Regions from separate parts of the Mus musculus genome. Here region 2 is linked to region 1. Evidence: chromatin contacts called from public HiCAR-type data. All regions are on one chromosome and are shown on one strand. Each heading gives the region's core, a stretch centred on a gene start, on an enhancer-like site or on the middle of the called end of the contact. The rest is flanking DNA. Distances are from core to core; before and after follow the strand shown.

Region 1 (6,482 bases), core at 1,430-3,929:
AGCAAGTGACATCTTGAGAGCATAACATTTATTTTCAATATATTCACTATCAGAAGGTAACCTGGAATCTAGTACAATATATTGGCCCAAAACAGCCATGTAAATAGATTGCAAATTATAGAAATTCATTTTTCCAAGTCCATCTTGTATTTTTTTGTAAAACGAAACTATCAACGCTATAGAATGTCCCCTATCTAATTTCAACTCAGAATAACTTAATATTTGATAATAAATATGTTAATTTTCAGTATTAAAAGTATCTATAGAAATCAATACTTTCATAGATAGGGAAGTTGATTGCTCTTGCATCATAGAACTAACAAGCTTTGGGTGGAGACTCTAGAGCTTGCTTATTCAAATGACAACTGTTTTAAAAAGCAAATGGACTACGGGAGCTGAAGAGCTTCTTACATCTTTTATGCCACTGTAGGTTGGCTTCCCCTTGCTCCAACATTTACTGTCTAATTAGCATGTTGCATGTTGCGGGGCATCTACTTAAGTATACACTTTAGAGATGTCCTTTCTTCAAAGGAAAGCATAAGTAATTATTAAAGCAGAAGATGAGAGCAAATGCCAAGGACCCAAAGACAAACTTTATTAAGCTGTGGGTACGTAACACAATATTCAACAGCCTATTGCTTAGGAAAGTCCCATTAATGCTGGGAAGCAATGTGGACTTCTTTTGCAAACATAAGAATATAAACTGAAACGACAAGCAAGCTTTTAGAAGAACTAAAATTCAAGTTTGATTTCAGTCTAGTAAAGTCTCTTGGATTTTATGTTCAAGGAAAGCCCAGATTCATCAATATTTGGAGCTAAATATTGAACAGTTTCTATATGAAAAGTTAGGTTAGGCAGGCCTGGAAGAAACATGTACTAGAAAGAGATACAGGAAATTCATCATCTAAGAACTAGCAAGCCTGCTTCATTTTTTCTTTTCCTCTGTGAATCTTGTACACTTGTGTGTAGTTCTACTTTATTTTTCGTGAGTTATACAATCAGCTGCTGTCTCCATTCATGCGGATTTGAAAGAACCCCGACCCTGTGGGTTATTTCATCTCATGGAGGCCAAAGGAAAGGGGTTGCTGCCAGTCGGGTGCTCAAGGCATGCAGAAGAAATTCAGTCCCAGGCACTGAAACAGGCCACCCTTGTGCTGTGCTTGTGGGAGAAGAAAGCAAACCCATCACCAACTCTGAGACTGGATCCCCAGCAGTAGTCACAAAGCACTTCTCAGTCAGCGTGTTTGAAATCTCCAATAAAAATAGGTCCTCTGTACTGGGACTGAAATTCTCCTCTGTGGCCAGTGATGGAGCACAGTGCCCGATTGTTCCCAACTAGGTTCTTTTCTGCTTCAGTACTGTCTTGTAACTTTAAATCTGAAGCCTGCTCAAAACACAGCCAAAGTAAGTCACCTGCCACCAAGCCCACTCAAGACCTCAGTCAGGCCACGGTCACCGGAGGAGTTTGGGGACTACTGCACAAGTCTTAGCTTTCTCTGGCTCCCTGAACGTTAGAATATGCTTCACGGGGGGGCCTAAATTCCCTAAGAGGGGACATTACTTGGAGGGGTCTATTGTAAACAGGCACTCTGGGGTAAAATCCCTTCTCTCCCTACTTCCTCTATGTTGTCCTACTTCTGCTTGTTCTCTGTTCCTGATTACGGGGCTCCACGGGAGTTGGGGACGGGAAGGTTCCTTGTTCTTTGAAGGGAAGCTCTCGGTCCCTGAAAGGAAGCAACCGAGGTACTTTTTTTTCCATGATACTAAGGGAACTATAAAGGTCTCTGCTCTATCCAAGGATTCTGAATCTTAATCACTCAGCTAGCATCTTGCTTAAGTGGGAGGTGCCTCTCCCCGGAGGAGCGCAGCCTGCTGGCTTGGGGCCTCATGCTCCTGGACTCACCTGGTGCTGAGGACGAGTGCAGGCAGCAGGGGCAGCAGGTAGTGTGCAGCGTTGAATTTCATGTCGCCGCCAGCTCGGGTACTCCTTCGCTGGACTCTGCTCTTTTGCTTCCTCCGGTCAGTTGCTGTTCAGTGTCCTGCTCTCTTTCCCCGAAGCCCGGAGCCCTCTCCTGAGACCCACAAAGACACGGATAGAGGCTTTGTAAAGACAAGGACCAGAGTGCGAGTATCTTCAGGAGTGATGTCACCCCGGAGCCCTGCCGGGATGGTCCAGCGCGCCGTGTTCAAGGCGCACAGGGCGGGTGTAGCCGCTGGAGGAGGAAAGGACCCGCGTCCAGGTCGCTGCCCTAGTAGGCAGCTGTACTTGGTCACTCCCGTGCGCACTGGAGCGGATCTCCTCTTCCCCGCTCCTACTGAAGACAGGAGGGGAGGGCGGTGGCAAGGACCAACCTCTTTCTCCAGTAATTGAGCTGGCGTGCTCCGCAGGGTGAGAGACAATTCGCTGGGAAGGACTCCAGACTCTTTAGGGTCCAGAGCAGGCGTCTCTCACCAGCTTGCTTTTTGTTGCTTGGAGAGTAAGCTTAAAATACTGCTCTGATTAGAGGCATAATGGCTTGCTTGCTGCAGATAGAGTGGAGCAGCAGCCCATGCAGACCAGAAGCCCGATACCCAGATGAGTTAGTGGTCTCTAGCGTAGAAAGGGACCAGAACCAACACAAAGTCCGCGGCTCTGGGTTCTGGTGCGTCTGGATCTTCCTCTCTTTTGGCCTTTGCGTCTGTCAGCTACTCAAGTGTGTGCAGCTGGCAGCCAGAGTTCATACACCTTCAAGGGTCGTTTTCCTGAGGGGGGAAAAATCTTAAGCAAGAGCGCAGAGACATTGGTCATTAATTAAATGGTAGGAGTATTCTCTGTAGTTTCTAAATGTTGTATATCAAGTAACCAATGTTTAACAAGCCCTTTTGTAGGAATTCTAATCAGAAAAGGGAAATACTACAACTTTAACGAAATCTACCATTTTGCAAAATCTCAAAATTCAAGAAGAGAGGCTGACCACCTACAGAGATCAGAGATCTGAAACTCTGGGATCTTTACACCATGCTGTATGTGTGTGAGTGTGTGTCTGTGTCTCTCTGTGTGTGTGTTAAAAGAAAGTGTGTATGACAGTTCTCTCAAGAATCACTGTACTAAACTAAACATTACAGTTTTCCTACCACATATGTGATGAAAGCAAGGATCAACATTATCTGGACTGGACTTTTCTTTAGTTGTCCCCAGTCCTAAGGCAACCTTGCTGCTGCAATGAACTTCACACTTGAAGTGGGTCTACACTAAAGAATCAAGCACATGGAAGACCTAGAGGGAAGACCTAGGGTCAGCAGGTGCCATCCCAACTGTTTAGTTGATGGTCTCTGTTCTGCCCAGGCAATTCATATAAGTAACATTTTAAATAAGAATCAGAGATAAACTCAGAATTGAAGACATATTTGTAGATATATAAAACGATGTATTTGTTACCAGACTCTAAAGGGGGGGGGGCAGGGCATTAACCTTCTAATTACTGTTTTGTTCCAGTTTGTTCCAGTTTTCTTCTTGATGAAGTTTAATTTAAGGACACACCTACTGAAGAACTTTACTGTAAGAATCTCAAGCAATCAGAATAGGAGTATTAATGTTTTCAAGGATATCAATCCTTTTTGCAGTAGTAAAATCCACAACAGACACAAACCAGCTCCTTTCTCCACTGTTTGTCTTTTGGAAGGAAAAACAAAACAAAACAAAAAAACAAAACAACAGCACTATGAAAACCTAGACCCTGGAATTCAAGAAGGAGATCTCCATGGGGTCTTGTTTTGTTCTGCTATGTAGCCCAGTCAAACCTCAAATGTGCAGCAATCCTCCTGTATCAGCTGCTTGGGTGCTGTTCTTCTTATTTTTAAAGATGATAAAGTAAGTTGCATACTAATAAGGGCATGCCCCTTTGTAATAATAACAAAAAAAATGTGTATAGCAGGAAATAACACTCATTTGAAGAATGCATTTTTACTCATATAAAAAGTTAGGATTAAGTATTTTAACGTCATCACCACATGAACCCAGTGTGGTCATCTCCATTATTTTCCATTTCTGTAGTCGTCTTACTCAGAGCGGTCAAGCATCTGACATGAGTCACTTGGTAATTTTTACAAATGAACAACTGTTGACATTTTTTTGACATCACCCCACAATTTACATTTTCTTGAGGGAAAATACATTGGGATTCTACAGTGTAAGTCTCCCACTTAGGTTTTCTTTCTTAGTGGAAAGACTGCATATGATCCACTAAGGAAGTAAAGAGTTACTGTTGCCTGCACTTGGCCCTCGGGGTCTGCTGTACTCTGCATAGGACACCTATAAAGGCCCTTTGAAGGGTGTTAGGACATCAAGGAGCACTGGGCTAAAGGAGGTCATGTGTGGAATTGTGGAAACTCTTGCAAGATTAGAAGTTTAAGAGTCTAAATTCAAATACAGATATGTCTTAGCAGATGCCATGTTTCTTGGGAAATCCTAGGAGTGTGAGCCTCCTATTTCTATGATGGGATGTTCACTATTCAGAAGGAAAATTCAGCTGTAAAGGTGATTCTCTGTTTCAGAAAACCAATGTGATTTCTGAAAATGCAATTCGGAGAGCAGCTTCATGGGACCAACCTCTATTAGGAAATATGTTCATAACACGTATCTATGCCCAGTGAAGAACATCAAGAAATTGCATTTGGCTAAAATGACTTTTCTACAAAGTACTGAAACCTGGAGCCAATGAGGATACTGTTTACAAAAGATATAATTCTGATAGGAGAAATGTTACCACTCTAAAGCATATAATTCAGAGTTTTAAATATTTTAACTACAGAATAGAAATCAGAAACCATTATAAAACTCTAGAATATTTTTTTCACCAGCCACAAAAGCAACCACAAATACCCATTAGAATTCACTCCCCACCACTCTCCTCTGCTCTCTTCCCATCTTTGTTAAGTCTCATTCTTATATTGTTTCTATGACTTCCCAGATCCCTTAACAGCTCAGATTGTCTAGCAGGGTTAAGTCTTATGTGGTTTGTCTTGTTCACACTTATGTTTCAGGCTTCATTCATCCATGGCATGGCCTGCACCAATACTTCATTACTGTGTGTTGCTAAATAATGCTCTGCTGAATGGACATAGCACATTTGGTTTGTTAGTTCAAAAGTTGACAGTTAGCCTTTTCATCTATTATAAGTCATTCTGCCAAAACAAGCATACAAGATTTTATTTGTAAACATAGATTTTGTATTATATTGGATTGATAGTGGGTAGTCTGGCAATCTTATGTTTAATATATTTAGAAATATTGTCAAACCTCTTTCCAAAATACTAAAAATAGTTCATGAAGATGCCAATTTATCTAACCCCTTTGTTTGTTATTATAATAGTGTGCCATACTAGCTTATGGTAACATAATTGCCTAGAGTATTCATCATGTTGCATAGTAAACATCTTTCCATAGGTTCAATGGTGATGTGTACACATTTTTTTTTGAGATGTAGTTGTTTGTAATTTTGGCCTATTGGTTTACTTGGATATCATTTTGAGTTTTAAGAGCTCTTTGAATTCAGTCTCTCTGTTGACAAATGATTCGCCAATATTCCCAATGAATAGTTGATTTTGTATCTTCTAGAAAGTTTCATTTGGAACACAGAGGGAAGTTCACTATGTGGCATTTTCCGATTTTATTTTCTTTGTCATATAGCCAAGCATGACCTTGAACTCCTGACCTGCCTCCACCTCTCAAGTTCTGTGACTATAGATGTTTGAATTCCTGCTTCACTAGGCTTTTACTTTCGATTAAGTCAAGCTACCTATTATTGTTGCCTCTGTTACTTATGTCAGTTTTTTCTTTACAAAATGTGGTAATAGTTATATATGTGCTTCTTCTGAATATTATGGTGTTTCAATCTCTGAAGAGCAGGCTTATCTAGATGTGGTGTCATGGGCTTTTAATTACAGTTCAAGAGGCTGAGGGAGAGGGATAATTCATTTGAGAACGAGGTGGAAAATTTAGCTGGACTTGTCTCTGAACACGGTACAAATGGCTAGGCTTGCACCTTGGTTATAAAGTACTGACCTGACATATGTAAGGCTTTGTGTTTCAGTCCTACCCCGTACCTTACCTCTAATCCATTTAGAACACATTTTTACAGCTTCATAGGAGAGTAGTCAAGTACATTTCATGGTACAAGGTTATCAGTGGTCCACCTGCCATTTGTTGTAAAGGTTATTTAGTTTCCAGTCTCACTACTGTGTTGTTTCTAGTTTCTCACACTAATATCTTTATTTTCTCTTAGTTTTGGGTAGAATGCTATGTCTTCATTTTGTAAACTTTTATGGACCCTTGCATTTCAGTTTTAAGCTCATTGTTTAAAATCCTATCATCCTGTTTCTGAGTTGGACATGCTGTCTTTATGGGTTTTATTTTGTACAGTATGGCTAAGGATCTGAACCATATATTCAGCACGGAGCACTCCATTGACCTTGGAAACGTATTTCCTGGCATACCTTGAGAT
Region 2 (6,482 bases), core at 2,435-4,934, 960 kb before region 1:
TCCAAGAAGGCTTGTTTTCATGGACGGCTTGCCAGCCAACTGCTAGTTAACAGTTCTTAGGATTTTTAACTGGTTAATAATAGGGAAAGCTCACATCTAGAATCATACTGTCCTATTTTTTTTTTTAAAAAAAAATTGGTATTTTTGAAGAATTATGGGCTTTTCTTTAGGAAATCTGGAACTTCAGTCAATGTAGCCAGGAAATGCTTTGTTTTAGGTATGTTGATGGTATGCCTTGGTATGTAGATGGCCTTGAACTTGCAACCCTCCGGTTCTCTGTTTCCTTACACTAAGACAACAGGTACAAGATTCAATGCTAACATTCACAAATGAGAGAAAGCATGCGATCTTTTTTCTGCTGGGTCTTGATGATCTCTAGCTCTATTTGCTCGTGAATTTTCTAATGTCATTCTTCTTGAGGGCTGAATAATATTCCACTATATAAATACACTACATTTGCATTATCCATTCATCAGCTGTAGGATAGTAGGCTGTTTTCACTTCCTGGCTATTGTGAGAGTAACAAAGACTAGGATGAGCAGGAACCTCAATGGCAGAATATCGAGTCCTTTGGCTGTGTGCCCGAGAGTGGTACAGCTCATCATGTGGAAGATTTGTAGTTTTGGAGACAGAAACTGTTCTCTGTCCACAACAGGGCAGGTGTACAAGGCCACATACTCATGACTACAGAGGCAGCACAAATGAAAATTTTATGCATTAGAATAAGAAAGGACACAAATTGGGTGTGTATGGAGGGATGACGAGGAGTTGGAGTAGCAGTGAATATGGCCAAAACTCACTGTATGAAATTCTCAAAGGACCCAATAAACACCACCACCAACAAAGTAGAGCACATGTGCACATAATACAAACCCTCAGAGCACACAACAAATGAAGTAATCTCCATTTAATTTTCACCAGGCATCACTTAGCCTTTTGAGAAGTACATCATTAGGCAGCTTTGGTGTTGAGTGAGAGAACCTCCTTGATGACACTTACAGAACCCTAAAGGCATAGCCTATCATGCATGCGCTTCGTTTCTGCTTTCTGCTCTAGTCATCTCTTTCCTGACTGGAATCTAGATGAGTTAATGGTAATAAACGATAGAAATGATGATGCTAGACTAAGAAGACACTAGTGCTAAGAATTCTTGTAGCAAATCACTGTACCTAAGGGTGGCCTTGGAGCCCCTGACATAATATAAAAGCACATTTGGGATACGGCTGCTATCTGAGAAATTCAAGGTAGCCAAATAGTGCTGATTTCTGTAACCGTAGTAAATTCCAAGTGAGACAGCAAACAAGAGCACACTGCTTATGTCCTACCAAACCTGAGGCCACAGCTACCCCATTCTCTCTGAGGCCCTGCTCCAGTCAGGGGATACTACTAAATAGAGCGTTCATGAAGAGATAACACAGTGATGATAATTATACTGCACAGAGTGACTGCAAAAGCCCGGCAGTGAGCAGTGGTGGCCCACGCCTATAACCACAACATTCTGGAAGCAGAGGCAGGTGGGATCTCTGAGTTTGAGGCCAGCCTGGTCTACAAGGTGGGTTCCAGGACAGTCAGAGCGTCACAGAACCCTGTCTCGGAACGACAAAGAGCAGCAACAGCAACAAGAGTGACTACAACTGGAGAGCTCACGGCTGAAGGCTTACCTTTATTTTCTCTGTGCTGGGAAGAGATGCATTTAGGAACTCCTTAGTTAATCTCTTCCAACTAGCAGCTTTGTTGAGATCAGAATGAATGGTGAATTTTTCATAAATTCTAAAATGTTAAAAAAAAAATCAATTAGTACCTAAATAGCTTTTGAGAACGCATCAATGAATACATATAGACAGAGAATCAACATACCCTTCTATTGTTTTTTCTACTTTGTGACTGTTGACATCCAAGAAACGATGAAATCTGGTAAAGATAAAATACAGTTTTTAATGTCAGTGTCACATGGCAGTATTTACTGTCAGGTAGCTAAGTATACTTGAGTCACAGCTCTCCATGTCCCTGCATATGTCTGACACCCCTGACAACCTGTCCTCTGGCTCCTTTGTCTTTTTATATGTCCCACAGTTATGTTCAGTATAACATATTTTCCTAGGGTTTTTGCTAGATCTTGCTATGTGGCTCTGAGCTCACTAGGAAGCTAAGGATAGCCTTCAACTCACAGCAATCCTCCTGCCTGAGCCACCCAAGTGGGTATACTTTTTAGTGCAAAATTCTGATGTAATTATAGGCATACATCATTGTGACTGGATTTTCTTTGTCTTTTTAATGTAAGAGAGAAGCCCAGTGAAATCTTAACATTTGTCCTCTGAATAATTCTGCTAAATGTACAAAATGAAATACAAAGAAAAGCAAACATATTCATGTACAATTATCAAATATTTAGAAAGCTTTGAAAGGGTCTGGAGAGATGCCTCGGGGGTTAAGAGCCCACGCCATTGCTCAGGGTCCCCAGGTTCTATTCACAGCACCCACAGGCTGTTTATAATCCCAGTTCCAGGGGATCAGCTGCCTTGGGCACCAGGCACACACATGCACACGTGTACACAGAGTCAAATCATACACATAACATCATCAACAACAAAACCTAAAATTTAGCAGTGGGACCAAAGGCTGTCATTAATGTAACAACGAACAACATGTGGAAATAAAGCAACTGTAACACAAGGTGACTGCCACATGTTTTCTACGGGTGACACTGGTGACAGAGTGTTATAGGTATGCTTTTAGTACTTCTGTTATACTATGCAGCATCTATGTCTCTTCCCAACTCTAAAATGACTATCCCCTCCCTCCTATCTGCCACTAGAAAAAATACTTGTGGTACATCTGCTTTTCGAGTTACCTGACTTCTTTGAATCCTTGTTCTTTCTATAGGTTATAACTAGAAATTGCACTTGTGGTTTTGGATCGTTGGCTTGCTTCCCATCAACCTGAGAGGTCTGTAGTCTCACGAACTAGGCAGACACTCACGTCCTGCGCTTAGAATCAGGATCACAGTCTGACAAACTGTTCACTGTTTAGGGTGACTTCTACTAGACATGCTATGTGTTGCTCAATAGTAGAACTTGAATTTGTTTTATGCAATGCAAAGGGAGGACACAGAAGCGGGGAAACTTGTAAGTGGTCCGAGCAAGAGAAGAGGGGGGTTGGTGAGACAAACAAAAAACAAAACAAAACAAAAAACCCCCAAAAAACCTAACAGGATGTGATCAGAATTTGGCGCTAAAAATTCACTTTCCCAGCCATCAAATGACTTTTGATGTGCACCGTACTGCGTGCGGGTGAGCAGAGTCAACAGCTCTCTAGGAATGTGCCGCTGCAACTGCGGGTTTCTCGCAAGGGCACCTAAGGGGAAACCAAGGCACAGCAGCTGCAGCAGACGCAGGGGTGCCGGAGGCCGCACTCCCGACCCGGACCCGCCCGCCCGCGCGACTTCAGCTCGTAGCCGCGATCCCACACCTGAAGTTGGACCAGACGAAGTCCAGGGCCAGCTGGAAGTTGGGGTCCGCCTCGTCCTGCAGCCCCGTAACCTGCCGGACGAGCTCGCACACATCATGCTCCAGCTGTCTGTCCATCCGGCTCCCGGACGACTTAGGCCGGGCCATTGCCGCGGCGTACCTATCAGGATCTCTGCTAAGTGGCGACTGTTCTCGCGAGAGTTCCGCCCGTCCCGGCACCGGGGTTTCGAGATGTGGAGGATGTTTCCGCGAGAGTTCCGGCAGCCCCGGAGCTGTGCCTGGGAAAGGTGCTGATGGGAGTGGATGCTGGTTGCTGGATGCGGTGCGTCCGTGGGTGGGGAAGAGATGTGCTCTTTCTGCTTGCACACCGGGAAATCCGAGAGTCTTCAGACAGCTAACCATTATTTATTATTAATCATTGTTAATAAGGGACTCTGGATACTCCTGATTAACGATTTAAATTCTGATGCATTTTGAGCCAACCAGTTTTTTGGTTCCAGGGTATAGTTTCCGACATTTTTGAACATCGTGACTTATTTGTTCATGCTCCGGCCTTCACTTTCTCCTCCAGACGACCTAAACTGGGCTCTCAGAGCTCCCCAACTAAACACATGCTTCTGATTAGACCAGGAACATATGGTTAAAGCAGCGATAGTGCCCATTTATGTATTACAATGGCTCTGAACCTTCCAAATGCTGTGACCCTTTAATATAGTTCCTCTCGCTGGGATGACCCATAACCATTAAATTATTTCGTTGCTACTTCATAGTTATACTTTTGCTAGTTTACGAATTGTAATGTAACTATCTGATGTGTGATCCCTACTGCGGGTCACTGCCCACATGCTGAAACTGCTGGTTTATTAGTAAGGTGGAGATGTATGTGAGGGCCAGCTGTCTGTCACCCACTTGATGGCCGGGGATGCTTTTCTGTTACTGTTCTTTGTGCACCCACAGCTTTGGGTTAGGCCGACCTTCCCTATGGAGGACTTGTCCTTGTTACAGTACAGGCAGTTGTGCTTTCTTGTTAGAACCCTCGAACAAGTTCTCAAGAAAGGGAAAGTGGCTCTGAGTTCAAGGCCAGCCTACAGAGTGAGTTCCAGGACAGCCAGGGCTATACAGAGAAACCCTGTCTCGAAAAAAAAAAAAAAAAATCAGAACAAAACAACCAAAACAACAACAGCAACAACAAACCCAAAACAAAACAAAAAAAGCTGGCTTACTTAATAAAGTTGCTGGCTGTCAGGCCTGGCTGCTTGCATCCCATCGTGTGGACTCACATGATAGGAGAGAACCATGTCCCATAAGTAGTCTTATAATTCCCATGTGTGCGTACCTCCACCCCATACAAAAATAAATTTTAAAACGTCATTTTCAAAATATAAAAAGGGGAAAGCACTCTTGAGAGCAGACGTGGGCAAAGTCGTCAGAGCAGCAGCTGGAGCCTTTGAGCCTTTATAAATCGTCCGCATTAGGTAGCACCTGCCACCCCAATTGGTACTTGCCTGACTTTTTCTTAGACGAATCCCTCACGAGGAAGGTCTTTGTTGAGGCCAGGCTAAGTTACTCCATATTGAATAAAACAGTTGTTATCCCCTAAGCTGTGCACTGCCCCAGGAGACTGTTTTACAAGAGGCCTTTGACTCCATTCTGCAGCTGAGTAGATCCAGAGAAAGCAGCAGATAGGCACCCGCGTAAAGCAAAGACAGTTAGCTTGTCCCTGGGACTAGAGAGGGAGCCACACTGTAAGTTGAATGGGGGAGACTTGGAACTGTGAAGGCAGACTGACGTATTAAATCTGGCAAACCAGGCACAAGGACTTATCAAACATACCAGATGGAGAAAATGCTGTGTCTCCCTCATGTGGATGCCATAAGTGATAGACACCCACCACTGTGATGTTATGGCTGCACACAAACCTATTATATGGTGTGTGCATCAAGGACTTGGCTAAGTCCCCCACTGTTGATGTAGCCTCCCCACTGCCTCAAATGCCCAGTTGTTCTCCTGCTGATCTGGAGCTAATCTGCAGTGCTCTGATCCTGACTTATTTTCTGCTACAGACCAGGCTTGCTGTCTTCATCCTGAATCCAGATTTCGCAGCTTCACACTCAAGCCTGACTCGAGCAGCTTCACCAGCAGTTTCTACCACTAGCTTTCTCCTGGCACTGGTCTGACTTGTTTATACAGATCTTTTCTCCATCCACTTCTGAAACCTCTTGTACTCATTCATTCTGTAGCCTACACACACACACACACACACACACACACACACACACACACACACAGGGAGACAGACAGACAGACAGATAGACAGAGATAGAGACAAGGACAGATTTGGATATATTTATTGTGTGCTGTGTGATATGAGACTTGATATTGGTAATTAAGGTTGGAACTTGTATTCATCTAGGCGGATGTGTTTATAAAAAGATAAAGAGAGGAGGGGATATGTTCTATGGAGCTGTGGTGAGGTATGGAAGAAGAGGGTGTCTCAGCAGGCCCATAGAATAGAGTTTATTCAGGGCATGGGGAGGGGAGTTAAGAGGGTAGTAGAGTCAGAGAAAGGCAGAGAGAGAGAGAGGAATAGAGAAGAAGAGGAGTAGAGGAGTAGAGGCTGGCCATGAGCACGTGAAGAGAGACGGAGAAGGGAATGGGGAGAGATGGGGGAAGGGACAGAGTGGGAGCAAGAAGGGAAGAGCAAGAAGGGGGGGTGTCATTCAGCCTCTTTTATAGTGGGTCAGGCCTACCTGGCTATTGCAGGGTAACTGTGGGGAGGAGCATACCTGGCTCCTGTTGCCAGGTATCTCTGTGGGGTTGAGCTTAGACAGAATGCTAACATAGGCTACCAAGATTTTATGGCAAATTGCTGTCATTAAAGCCAGAAAGCCTTGTGAATTTATTGCTATTCAATAAACTCTGACATTGTGGAAAGACACACCACAAGTGTGCCTATGTTTAATCTGCCAACTGGCTTGAGCTCTCTCCCGGTGTTGTGTAAAGCTCAGATGAAGA

Evidence for each region. HiCAR-type assays count read pairs that join an accessible place to other places.
Region 2: a contact with region 1 is called in a HiCAR-type map of astrocytes, with 4 times the contacts expected there. The contact joins the promoter of Tubgcp5 here to the promoter of Luzp2 in region 1. A contact is called at or near these places in 1 of 39 promoter capture datasets (second pharyngeal arch cranial neural crest) and 3 of 115 datasets of contacts at active chromatin or transcription factors (astrocytes, embryonic stem cells and stem cell-derived neural progenitor cells).

What each region holds. Positions count from the first base shown.
Region 1 is chr7:54,831,442-54,837,923 of GRCm38.p6, reverse strand. It overlaps Luzp2 (leucine zipper protein 2), which reads right to left and starts at 2,679. Exons shown (of 12, transcript NM_178705.5): 1 at 1,904-2,679. The coding sequence starts at 1,965.
Region 2 is chr7:55,791,327-55,797,808 of GRCm38.p6, reverse strand. It overlaps Tubgcp5 (tubulin, gamma complex associated protein 5), which reads right to left and starts at 3,684. Exons shown (of 23, transcript NM_146190.3): 1 at 3,469-3,684; 2 at 1,858-1,911; 3 at 1,662-1,770. The coding sequence starts at 3,614.